3 separate regions of the Sus scrofa genome follow, and regions 2 and 3 are each linked to region 1. A link is a contact called in public HiChIP or PLAC-seq data. All regions are on one chromosome and are shown on one strand. The core of a region is the stretch at or near the end of the contact, and the rest is flanking DNA. Distances in the headings are between cores, read along the strand shown.

Region 1 (4,199 bases), core at 631-3,130:
GTTGGAAGACAGAGTTTCACAATGGTCCTCTGGGGTCCTAGCCCTGGTTCTGTCAGGAGCCAACTGTCTGGCCTTGAGAAAGTCCCTTCCTCTCTCTGGGCCTCAGTTTCCTTGCAGTTTAGGTAAATCTTTTTGGCTGAGAACTTGCCTCAACAGATCTCCCACCTATACATGTAAGAAAGCAGGAGCCATGGGCCCTTTGTGCCACTAGAGAAATGATCCTAAAAACCCTTGGGTTGCACCTGACTTAAAAGGTGTGAGTTACAGGGGCTGAAGGAAACTCATCAGTCCTGGAGGTACAGGAAAACGTTCAGCATTCTCTTCTAAATGAGACCTTTGGAACTGATAAATTGCGGTGGATGATACTCGAAGGATGTATCAGAAGGAAGAAGACTGGCTTTGAGCACCTGTACTTTATATCCGTTTTCTTACCTTATTTCCTTATTCTCTGTGTGACCTTAGAGGGGTATTTAACCACTCTGTGCCTTCGTTTCCCCATCTATGAATTGGGACATAGTCAAGACTCCTAGTTGTCCCTCAGTCTCCTCTTCTACTTCCATAGCAACAAACTTGTAGCTGAGCATAGGGCTGTCCCTATAAAGACTACATTTCCCAGCCTTCCTTTCAGTTAGGTGTGGCCAGGTGACCAAGTTTTGACCAATGGGGTGTAGCCTTAAGCTATGGATAACTTCCGGGTTGTACTTTAAAGGGAAGAAATATGCCGTTTCCCTTTTCCACTTCCCACTGGCTATAATGTGGATGTGGGGGTCAAGGCATGCTGTACCATGAGAAAACACTGTAGGGCGGGGAAAACAAGTTAGCAGCCTGGGCACAATGATATGGAGCTGCCACATCAGCCCCAGCCTAAGTTTGTTGTGAAAACGCAATGCACTGAGACATGTAAAGCACTGAACACAGCTCTTAGAACAAAATAAGCCCTCATGTGTAAGTATTTGTGGGTCTAATGCAGTGTTTTTCAACCAGGGGTGATTTCATGCCCTGGAGGACACGTAGTCATGTCTGGAGACACTTTTGATTGTTGGATGGGCATGGGAAACTGCTTCTGGCACATTGAGAGTAGAGGCCAGAGATGCCTCTAAACATCTTACAATGCACAGGACATTGTACCCCCCGTGCTCCCCCAAATGTTAATAGTCATGGTTGAGGAACCCTGGTCTAATGGGATGATGCCCACCAATTACCAAGTGCCCGGCGCAGTTTCGGGTAATAGGCAGCATTCTTTGATTTCCTCGTCTGAAAGGCGTCTCCGCGCCAGCACATCTTTATGTCACTCCCTGTCTCTGTCCACACAAGCCCATTCACGAGCAGGAGGATTTGCATCAAGGGGAAACCATAACCTCGTCACGTTTCTGCAGCTCACCCCTGCCATCTCTCACCCCTTCCAAGGCTGCGAGGGACATGTTCAAACAGTTCTGCCTTCCTCCTCACCCGCCCCCTTGCCAGCCAGGCCCATTTCCGGGTGGTGGGTGGAGGGCACTGTGCCATCCCAGTGCAGTCCAGTTTTCCCAGGCGGGGGAAGGAGGGCGGGTTTTTTTTTTTTTTTTTTGCTCCTGGAATGCACAGCCCACACCGTCAGGGCTGCCTGCCCGAGTAGACAGCTGAACGCTGATAAAGCCTTGTTCAGGACTGTTGAGGAAACTGCTTCCTAGAGAAAAATCCAGATTTCTCCTCTCCAGTTTCCCAGGATGTGGTGAGCCCCGGCCTCCTTGGATGGCAGGGCAGCCTTCCAGAAACTTCCATCCTGGCCACACAAAAACCAAGAGACTGGAGCAAAAGCTAACCCCTGAGGCACTCTGGGGATTCACTGAAAATTCAAGAGGAAGTGGTGCCCATGCTAATGTGTTCAGAGGCACTTCCTTCTGGGCTATTCTATTGGTCAGCTGTTATTTGTTTACTGAAATAGACACTGTGCCCTCCTGCTCACTGTCCAATGGCTCCTCTTTGCTGAGGGCTCCTTCTGGCCACCAGAGCCTATTAAGCCCATGCAGGACAGGCCTGAAGTGCCTGTGAGTTGACAGGCCTGAAGCAGCCCTCAACCAGCGACATGGGAGCTGGTGATTAAAAACCCATTTCCAGGAGTTCCCATCGTGGCGCAGCAGAAATGAATCCGACTAGGAACCATAAGGTTTCGGGTTGGATCCCTGGCCTCGCTCAGTGGGTTGAGGATCCGGCATTGCTGTGAGCTCTGGTGTAGGTCGCAGATGCAGCTTGGATCCTGCATTGCTGTGGCTCTGGCATAGGCCAGGAGCAACAGCTCCTATTAGACCCCTAGCCTGGGAACCTCCATATGCCACAGGTGCAGCCCTAAAAGGACAAAAGACAAAAAACAAACAAACAAACAAAACATTCCCACCCCTTGGGTGGGAATACTTTGCAGGCATGTCCTACACTGGTCCCAGTGCTCCCCAGTGGGAGCTCAAAAAGGTACCCTGCATCAGCTGCCTTCTCTTCTCTGTCTCATGTCCCCATTTTCTTACTTCCTGGGATCACCTCCCAAACAGTGAGAATTCTTGCTTCTGGGGTCCCTGGCCTGAGAACTACATGTACTATGAGTCATATCGACAGATACTTGGGGTTCAGAAGGGACATGGCTGCCCCCTCGGGGAACTCACAATCAAAAGCAAAACGCCACTCCAATAGTGGTGAAAAAGCAGAACTGCAAATAGCGATGAGAGCTGAGACTTAGTGTGGCCTCAAGGCCCTGCACAACCTGCCACCGCCTTAAGTTTCTGAGCTCACTTTTCCCCATGTGCTTCCAGCCGCAGTGGCCTCCTGGCTGTTTCTCAGTTATGCCGGGTATGTTCCTGCCCCAAGGCCTTTGCACTTGCTGCTCCCTCTCCCTCATCTTTTCCAGATCTTCCTATGGCTGGCTCCTTCTTGATGTGAATATTGATTCAGGAGTTTCCGTCGTGGCTCAGCAGTAATGAATCCGACTAGTATCCGTGAGGACATGGGTTTGATCCCTGGGCTTCCTCAGTGGGTTAAGGATCTGATGTTGCCATGAGCTGTGGTGTAGGTTGCAGACAAGGCTCGGATCCTGAGTTGCTGCCTCTGTGGTATAGGCCGGCAGCTGTGGCTCCTATTTGACCCCTAGCCTGGGAATTTCCATATGCCGTGAGTGTGGTACACCCGCCCCCAAAAAATATTGATTCAAACATCACCTCCTCAGAGAAGCCCCCACCAGGCACTCTCTTACCATGTCACCCTGTTTGTTTACTTCATACGTGTATCAATCTGAAGTTATGTTGTCTGTTTATTTGTTTATTGAATGATCCCCAAATGGTGAGCTCCATGAAAACAGGGGCTGTGTCCCCAGTGTCTGGAACAAATCCCAGAGCAGGGAAGGTGCTCTGTGGATGTTTGTTGGACAAGTATTTGAATGTTTAAGTGAAGGAAAAAAAACATGAATGAATGATGTAAGGACATTGACAGGGGGATTGAAGCTAGTCTGCAAAATCAGGGAAGACTTCCCTGAGGAGGTGACATTAAAGCTGAACTGTGAACGAGGAAGGGATATTAATTGGGCCAAAAGGGTAGAATGGCTACCTAGTCAGAGGACAAAGCACATGCAAGTACCCAGAGGCAAAACCCATAGGTCACTCCAGAGCTGTGCAGGGGAACAAACCAACTACAACTCTAGACTTTTCTTTTCCTGTTTGTTTTAATTGAGGTATAATTGATGTATAACATTATATTAATTTCAGGTATACAGTGTTTTTGATATTTATATATATTGTGAAATGATAACCAAAACAAGTTAACATCTGTCACTGCACAGTTAGACGCACTTTTTTTTTTTTTAAGATGAGCACTTTTAAGATCTGCTCTCAGAGTTCCCATCGTGGCTCAGTGGAAATGAATCTGACTACATCCATGAGGATGCAGGTTCAATCCCTGGCCTCACTCAGTGGGTTAAGGATCCGTTGTTGCCGTGAGCTGCGGTGTAGGTCACAGATGTGACTCAGATCTGATGTTGCTGTGGCTGTACCATAGGCCAGCGACTACAGCTCCGATTCAACCCCCGGCCTGGGAACCTCCATATGCCCTAGAAAGACAAAAAAAAAAAAAAAAAAAATCTACTCTCTCAGCAACTTTCAAATATTCAGTACAGTGTTATTAACTATAGTCGTCATGCTATACATTGTATCCCTTATCTATTCTATAACTGAAAATTTGTG
Region 2 (4,199 bases), core at 478-2,977, 170 kb before region 1:
CAGGCCTCAGGGCTCTGTTTCAGGAGTCGCACCTTGGCCCAGCTCCCTGCAGAGTTCCCAGGAGGTAAGAATATTAGCAGACCCTGGCCCCAGAGAAATAGGTGGGCCCTAGGTCTGGGGCTTTTTAAATTCCACTGACCCTACGATGTGGGGATTCGTCACCCCATTTTGCAGATGAGAAAATGGAGGTTCACAAAGGGCAAAGAGTTGTCCAAGGCCACACAGCAAATAAAGGCAGAGCCAGGACATGACTGCAGCCCCAAGTTTTGACTCAACCATCCACACACTCCTGCCCCCATTCAAGAGGATTCTCCAGTCTGCCCCTTGGCAGGGGCTTGATCTCTGTCTTACCTGGTCTTCAGGAAAGGGACAATGATCCCATTGCCCTGGGGAGCTTGAATGCTGTGCTCATGGCCTCAGGATCAAGGGGGACCTATGGATGGCCTGGGTGCTCCCCCACCCCCAGAATCAAGACACAGGTCCCACGTTTCCTCTTGCTTCTCTCAGAAGCGAGAGAATAATAGTTGGTTCAAATGTCAGGCCAGCTCTGCTGCCTGTGGGGAGACTGGTTGAGCAGGTCTGGGGGAGGGGGGGATGGAGGGAGGAAATTATTAATAATTGCGAAGCAACTAGCCCTGCTGCAGGCCTTGAGATGTGTCTTTGTGTGTCTTTGCAGGTGTGGGGTTGGGAATGCTAATCCTAGGGACCCCATCCTGGAGCGGGGGCTCAGCCTAGGGATCCGCTGCAGCCTCCAGGGGCCTGTAGTGGGGTGGGGGTGAGGGGATGGGAGGCACAGAGTTAGCCTCTCCGTACACCTTGGCCTCCCTGCCTCCCATCAACCCAGGTTAGGAGGGATCTGCCAACATCAAGAGGAGAAGGGAAAGGGCCTACTCTTGTCTTTGGGAGGCATCTCACTACGTGCTGTATTTAATTCAGATGCTGTTTTTTTTTTTTTTTTTTTTATCTGTAGTCGACAGTTGGGGAAACTGAGGCACAGGGGTTTTAAGTGGGACTTGAACTCAGGGTGCTGACCGCAGCTTGACTGCTCTTGCTGTCCTCTCTGCTGGGGGTGGAGGGATCCCCCTCCCTGGAAAAGGCCCTTACCCACTCCCTCAACATCAGCACAATCCCCGATGCCACACCCTAGAGGATGGGAGTTGGTCTGAAGCTTCTCAGGACCTCAGTCTTCTCATCTACAGAATGGGCAGCAGAGTAACTTCCTCCAGGGTCAGGGCAGCCGACAAGGGGAGGAGGTAAGGAGATAGCTTGTCTTTCCTCTCTTCTCCAGCACCCACTGCAAGGCCTGTCCGACCGCCACCACCACAGGCATCTTTCCACTAAGACATCCTTAACCTCTAGGGTGCCTAGCAGAGCTGGTTCCCTTGCTGGGCTTTGGAAAATTCATTCTGAAATGTGAGTGCTCACTTTACATTTTAGTAGGAAAATGGCTTGAATGGTGGGTACTTGAGGCAGAGTTTCGGGGAATGGACAGTGGGAATTCTGGGAGCGGAAAGTGAGCCTCTGGACCTGGGGCTAGCTGCCACCTATGGCAGAGGCACGCCCGGATGGCGTGCCACCGAGCCCCAGGATGGGCTGTGTCTGTGGGGGACCTCCGGGGCGTCCCCCTCCCAGGTCTGCCCGATGGGCCGATAAAACCCAGCCTCGGAGGAGGCTTAATTACAGGCCTTGGTGGTGGCGGGCAGGCGAGTCATGAGGTGGGGGTGACTCAGAGGATTGCTCCATGAGCAGGGTGGAGGTGGGGGCCTCCTGTCTGCCCCTCACCAGGCTGGCCTGTGGAGGGCCTGGGCACCCCAGGGAGGCCCCACAGGGCCACTGAGTGTGACCGGGCCAGGGTCTCACCCCTGGTCCTGTGACCCAGGCCCCTGTGCCACTTGGCAACTTTGGGGCTTGGCATTGTGTTGGGAGCTGGGACTGGCTGGGTTTTCCCCTTGCTCAGTCCCGGGCATCGGCTTCTGGGAAGTGGGAATCTGGGCTCAGAAGCACCAAACGCCTTGCTGATTTCCTGAACCCCAGGGGCAGGGCTCCGGGAATCCCAGATGAGTGAGAGGTAGAACCTCAAGCATGTGTGGACTCTGAGAACCAGCGGAGGGTGGTTTCTAGAACCAAATGTTTCCAGGCTGAAGGATTCACAGATTAGTGGATTGTAGCATTACAGATTTGTAACATCAGGTAATAGGTTACAATTGTTTCCAGAGAATTCATTCATTGAGCAAGAGAGTTTAAAAAATCACAGCAGCCGAAGAGTTTAGAGGGAAATCATCTGAATGTCTTTGACCGGCTCCCATATGGGTCAGAAAGAAAAAATAAGAGAATAAAAATATAGATGTTCATCTTGTTCTATCTAGCCAGAGGGGACACACACAAAGGGGAGAGTCAGTGACTGGTGCATTGAGGTGTTTGTTGTGCTGTTTTGTTTACTTTCTTTGAGTTTGGAATTTGTCAAAAATAAAAAGTTGGAAAAAGTAAAATAGAGAATGAGTAAAGTAAACATAAGCCGTAGCATATTAGATTACACAACTTGGTGATTTGCAGTATTACGACTTCCCAATCCATGCATCTATAATTCTCTTTATGCACTTATTATATTTTTTATTTACACATTTATGCAGAGCACCAACTGTGGGCCAGGATTTGTTCTAAGGGCCCCACAAATACTAACTCATTTAATTCTTACAACACCTCTGTGAGGTGAGTGTGGGTACGATGGTCATTTCACAGCTGAGGAAACCGAGGCACAGAGCAGGGACTGACTTGTTCGAATTGTGCCCAAGCACGTTGTTTGGTGTCTGCTGTGTGCCAGGTGCTGTGCTAGACTCTGGGACAGAGCAGCAAGCAGGACAGTCACTGTCCCTGCTCTGGGGGAACTTGGCAGGGGAGACAAATAATAAACAAACGAGCGAGACTGTCCTAAGTGCACGAAGGAAAATAAGCTGCTTTGATGGAGGGCACAGGGTGGGACCTCCTTCCCATCAAGGTAGCAGGAGGGCTCCTCTGAGGAGGTGGTATCTGAGCTGAGACCTAAGGGGAGAAAGGAGGCTCGCCAGGCAATATGCCTGCTGTCTGCACAGGCTGTGCCTTCTGCCTGGAGCACCCTTCTCTCTACTTCTCTGTGCCAAACTCCCACTCACTGTTCCAGGTCTGGCTGGGCAGGCATCTCCTCTGGGGGTGGGAGGTGGACTGGGAGACTTCCTTGACCCGAGGGGGAGCCTGTCCTCCAACTCCCCAACTGTCTCCTCTTTCCTCCCTGATCCCAGAGCAGACCTTGAATGCAGGGAGCCTCTATTTGAATCGGCAGCACCACCCACCTGCCAAAGATGGAGGTCCAGAGAGGTTAAGCGACTTGCTCAAGGACACACAGCCAGCAAGTGTTCAAGGAGGGATCGGCACTAGGGATTTACAGGCTGCCTTTTGGCTATTGTTTACTTGCCTTCCTCACTGCCCTCCTTAGGTCAGAACCCCAGAGGTTAGCTCTACCTTCAGGGAAAGGCAGGTGGGGACCTGAGCCCTGGACTCCCAGAAGGACCCTGTGTCCACTGCCACCCTCTGAGCCCCAGCGAACATCAGGAGCTCAGTTGGGGCAAGTCGCCCACATCACCTGCCCCTGGACTGGTCCACACTCTTTGCTCCCCAGGCCAGTTTCTGGCACTGACAAGCACAAGGCCAGGCCACCTGCACACCTGGCTCCCATCCTGGTCCCAGGGGCTCCACCAGGCGGTGGGGACAGGGAGATGCTTAGGAGGCTCTGCATCGGACAAAGGGTGCAAGTTTGTGGAGGGCGGGGCTCAGCTCCCCTATCCCAGTCTCTCTCACTGGGGAACCTAGTGGGGTGGATGGAGCCCGAGTGCTGACGGCCCCAGACTGAGTGCAGGGTCAGCTCTATCCTTTGAGGCTCTGAATCTCAAAAATCTTGTCCTTCTCATCTGCAAGATGGAAACCACCTGCCTCGGGATGAAATGATAGCATGGTGGCTCGGGGCTCCCAAAATGCAGACTCCACTGCTGGGGATTGCTATGATTCCAGTTTCATTCACACATTCATTTCATCAGTGTTTGCTGAGACCCTATCCTGTGTCAGCCCCTGGGCAGGAGGTTGGAGTCACATCACAAAACAGAAAAAATCCCTGCCTTTGCACGGTCAGTGCACAGGTAAACCAACAGCATCATTTCAGAACGTGGTAA
Region 3 (4,199 bases), core at 1,245-3,744, 160 kb before region 1:
CCTCTCTGCTCTGTGGAGTTCACAGGAGGAGCTTCCTGTTGATGGGAGGTAACACCTTCAGAGGCCTCCTGATATCTGGCTCCAGCTGAGGGTCCGGGGTGCCCAGGCCCCCGCCTGGGAAGGGGTCCTGATTCAGGCTGACCTGGCCTCTGCCACTTCCCCCTGCATCCACTTGAGGGATGATTCGACTCTCCAGGGCTCAGACTGTCTATCTGGAAAATGGGCACAGTGTGAGCCCCTCCGTGCAGGGAAGCTGTGAAGGTTTGGTGAAGTGACATGCAAGAAGCCTAGGACGGGCACACAGGAGGCAGCCCCAGTGGGCCTGCTGGGTCTCTGATTTCCCCTGCGACGCCTCCTGGGGGCCGGCTCCCCAGCTGGAGGAAGGATGAGGCCCAGCCCTGGGGGCCTGGGGGGCCTGCTCCCAGGACAATGCAGAGCATTGAGTTCATGCCAGCTCGGGTTTGGGGTTAGAAAAACAGGAGAATAATCTGGCCAGGACTCAGACAAAGGCCTGGAGGCCGGACTGCTGAGGGGCGTCAAGTTACCCCTCGGTAGGCTGCAGCCACACAGGCAGCTCCCCTAGTAGCTTTTCCCCAAAGATTATAATTAAATGAGCCATCAGGGTCCCTGGCTGAGGCCTTGGCAGGAGGGTTTCATTACAGGAAGGACCGCATACAGGGGTTCCAGTCCTCCCAGGGGGCGTGTCGTGGTGATAGCAGTAATGAGAGCGGTAATAATCACCGCCAGCCTGTGGGGTGTTTCCCGCTGGCTGCGCCCCAGGTGAACAAGTCTGTCTGTGCCTCACTTCTCCCGGCAGCCCCGAGAGGCAGGTCTCAAGTCATAACTAGGCAAACGGAGGCTCAGAGACACTTGGAGCCCCCTTCCCACCCAGAGACCGTGCCCCTCATTCCTTTAGCCGAGGGGGCATGAGGTGGTGCAGGGTCATGGGCCTCCTCGCTTCCTTGCCTCTGTTTACTCTTCTGGGAAATGGGGATAAACTCACCTCACTGAGTTGTGAAAATTCGTGAGTAGTGGGTGCACAGGGAGGACTCAGAAAATGCTTGTTCTCTTCCTTTCTTTTTACCAGGATGAATAAAGGCCCAGGCTCTGCCTTTGAGGAGTCTGTAGGACAGGGACAGGAATGCCCAGTCCCTCACCCACCACCTTGTTTGCCACGTGGAAAGGCCTCCAGGGGGCCTTCGTGGAGTGAGGGCAGGCTTTAGAGGAGGCTGTATTGGGGGTGATTTCTCGTAGGGGAGATGGTGAGAATGTGGCCTGGGCAGAAGGGGCAGCCAGAGCAAAGGTCTGGGGGCAGGAGAGACTGTCTAGGGAGCAGTGCAGTGCCTGAGTTAGACTGCTGGGTTAAATTTCAGCTTTATCACATCTCTGTGTGACTTCAGGCGGGGCGCTGGACCTCTCTGGTCTCAGGTTCTTACCCATTGAAAGGGTATGTGAGAAGAAAGTCTCCCTCAGAGGGCTAGTGTAGAGAACAGTGCCAAGCTCGTCCACATTATGTGCCACATAAAGAAAATATTCAATAGATGTTATTTTTACCCATAACCACTTCCTCCAGGAAGTCCACCCTGACCTCCTCAGGCCCCTGAGGCCCCCTGGGCTTCCTCCGTCGCAGAATGTTGCCTTTTCCACATGCCAATCTCCCACCCCCACCTGGACCCTCTGAATGGGGCCCCCGAGAGGTCTGCGTCCCTAGGCCCAGCATGAGCCCAGTGTAGAGCAGCCACGGAGGCCAGGTGTTAGATGAACAGCATCCCTGGGCACCGGTTTTGTGCCAAGTCCTTCAGACACAAGTGTTGCATTTTACATCTCTTTTCTGGAATGTTGGCTTTGCCTAGAATGGCACATAGTAGGCACTTCAGAGGTACATGATGGGATTGTTGAGATGATGGTTCTCGGAGGAAAGAAGGCTTTCTGAGGATGGGGCCATAGCAGGTTGACCTCGTGAGACAATAATAATAAGAAGAAAATAATAATAATAGGTATTATTTACTATGCTCTGAGCTCCACGCTGAATCCTTTTCATTCATCTTCCCGCAGGTTAGTACTATTCTTGGGGGGAGCTGAGGCACAGACAGGTTAGAGTGGATACACCGGGAGTTCCTGTCATGGCTCAGTGGTAATGAATCCGACTAGTATCCATGAGGATGTGTGTTCGATCCCTGGCCTTGCTCAGTGGGTTAAGGATCCGGCGTTGCCATGAGCTGTGGTGTAGGTCGAAGATGCGACTTGGAGCTGGCATTGTTGTGGCTGTGGTGTAGGCCAGCAGCTGCAGCTCTGATTTGACCGCTAGCCTGGGAACTCCCATGTGCCGCAGATATGGCCCTTAAAAGCCAAAAATCAATCAATCAGGTGGATACCCCAAGTCACACAGCCAGTGAATGGCAGAGCCAGGATTAAACCTAAGACTGACTGAGAGGAGCCTGTCCTGAGTCTGTTTCAACACACCTCTTGCTGTTTAGGAGGGAAGTGCTGTTACTGTGCCCATCTTGCAGATGAGGAAACGGAGGCTCTGAGAGGCCCAAAGGGCTGGCCCATGTCTGGAAGCAGAGATATTGGTTGAACCAGAGATGTCCCAGGGAGGGCCCCAGCCTTCCAGGTTAGCAGGCTGAGGGAGGGGTAGCTGTCCCCTGCCTATTAGTGTCTCTGGCTAATACCCCAACCTCTGTTTACCCAGCCTAACACCCAAGAGCTGCCTCTTCCGCCTGCTTGGGAGTCTCCAGTGCCTTCACAATAGGATTCTCTGTCTCTGCAGCTGGTTTTCATTCAAGCCCTTTGTGCTGACGGAAAAAAGAAAAAAGAAAAAAAAAAAAAACTTGACTCCGCCCCTCTCCTTTGCTTCCGAGGGAGAAAGGATCTCAGCCTCTTTTTTCTCTCATCTGGGGCCCAGAGCTGTCCACAGCCTGTCCAGGGTCACACAGCAGGATCAGAGCCAGGATCCTGGCCTTGGACTCCTCATCCAGTGCTCTGCTCGCCGAGTTCCTGCCCCCCAACTTCAGGGCCATTCGCTTCCTCTTTGCTCCTGCATTTGCTCTTCCTGGCTCTGTCTTCTAGGCCTGCAGGGAGCACAGGAGGTGGGACTAATGTTCCCTTGGGCTCACAACATGCTGGGCACTCTGCCATCCTCAAACGCACAGGATCCTCACTATAGCTCTGTAAGACCCTGTCAGCCCACTTAACAAAGAAGGAAACTGAAGCCAAGAGAGGTGGCATGCTTAGGTCCCACAGCTGGGAAATGGCAGAGCTGGGATTTGAACTCGATGCTCCCACAACTGTGTTGCAGCCATATTTGGCACCCTCATTTGGGTCTCATCTGGGAGGCCTGAGACCCAGGGGCGGTGGGGTATCCTAGAGGGAAGTAGGAGCCTGGGCAGGGCCAGGGCCCTGGAGCTGAGCCAGACAGGAACAATGGGTCTTCAGAGATGGTGGTGGCCTTGGGTGGGGCATGAGCTAGAGCCAGGGGCTGCAGGGCAAGGCAGCAGGCAGGTCCAAGAGACCTGGTGCTCTATCCCCTTCCTCTAGCTCCTGGGTCAGGACCCGGGGTCACTTCAGGCACCTTGGCCCCCAAATGTGGACAGACTCAGGGCTCCTGCATGAGGCAGGTGGCAGAGCCAGCCACATGCAACAATAATGGCTAATGACCATACTTCATGTTGATTGAGCACTAACTACTGCCAAGGGCCTTCCTGGGTCTTCACAACCAGCCTGGGATGTGGGACTGTGATTAATGCCCTTTTACAAATGTGAAAGTGAGGCCCACAGAGACCCTTGGCGCTTGCCTAGGGCTGCAGATAGGCCAAGAATTTGGAAATATGGCCCTCAGAGAGTGAGCTGCCTGTCCCAGGAGACATGCAAGCAGAGGTGGTGGGAAGTCCATGGCATTGCACTGGGGACACAGTGGGGAGTTGGGGCTCACTGAGGGTGATTCACTGAACATGGGACTATGGAAGTTGCAAGCTGGGGTATGAATAAGGCCTCCTGGGCTGATGTGGGGATTAAGCGGGTTAACAGGTGTTCTGGATTAGAGATGTGCCTGTTATAGAGTGGGTGCTCAGTGAATGAGAGCACCCGTCATGGAGTGTTTCCTCTCTGCAGAAATAGTAGCGGACACTTATGGAGACTGCCAGGTACCCAGGCCCTGCGTCTGGACGTTTTTGAGCGCTCACTATCTCTCAGCCACCTTG

What was found. HiChIP or PLAC-seq counts read pairs in DNA pulled down with a chosen protein or histone mark.
Region 2: a contact with region 1 is called in an H3K27ac HiChIP or PLAC-seq map of alveolar macrophages. The contact joins two enhancer-like sites. A contact is called at or near these places in 2 of 2 datasets of contacts at active chromatin or transcription factors (alveolar macrophages and skeletal muscle).
Region 3: an H3K27ac HiChIP or PLAC-seq map of alveolar macrophages shows a contact between it and region 1. The contact joins two enhancer-like sites. A contact is called at or near these places in 2 of 2 datasets of contacts at active chromatin or transcription factors (alveolar macrophages and skeletal muscle).

The regions. Positions count from the first base shown.
Region 1 is chr17:51,948,996-51,953,194 of Sscrofa11.1, forward strand. No RefSeq gene overlaps it. Among named protein-coding and RNA genes, the nearest start is that of PTPN1, 66 kb to the right of the region's middle. Within about 2 kb of position 1,881, at least 28 of the 83 cell types and tissues checked have an H3K27ac peak or open chromatin away from gene starts, as enhancers often do. A contact at or near this core is called in alveolar macrophages, where this site is marked.
Region 2 is chr17:51,775,219-51,779,417 of Sscrofa11.1, forward strand. LOC110257431 (a long non-coding RNA gene) reads left to right here. Exons shown (of 2, transcript XR_002340007.1): 1 at 1-1,253. Among named protein-coding and RNA genes, the nearest start is that of CEBPB, 55 kb to the left of the region's middle. Within about 2 kb of position 1,728, at least 7 of the 83 cell types and tissues checked have an H3K27ac peak or open chromatin away from gene starts, as enhancers often do. A contact at or near this core is called in alveolar macrophages, where this site is marked.
Region 3 is chr17:51,792,162-51,796,360 of Sscrofa11.1, forward strand. All of the region lies in intron 1 of LOC110257431 (a long non-coding RNA gene), which reads left to right. Among named protein-coding and RNA genes, the nearest start is that of CEBPB, 72 kb to the left of the region's middle. Within about 2 kb of position 2,495, at least 6 of the 83 cell types and tissues checked have an H3K27ac peak or open chromatin away from gene starts, as enhancers often do. A contact at or near this core is called in alveolar macrophages, where this site is marked.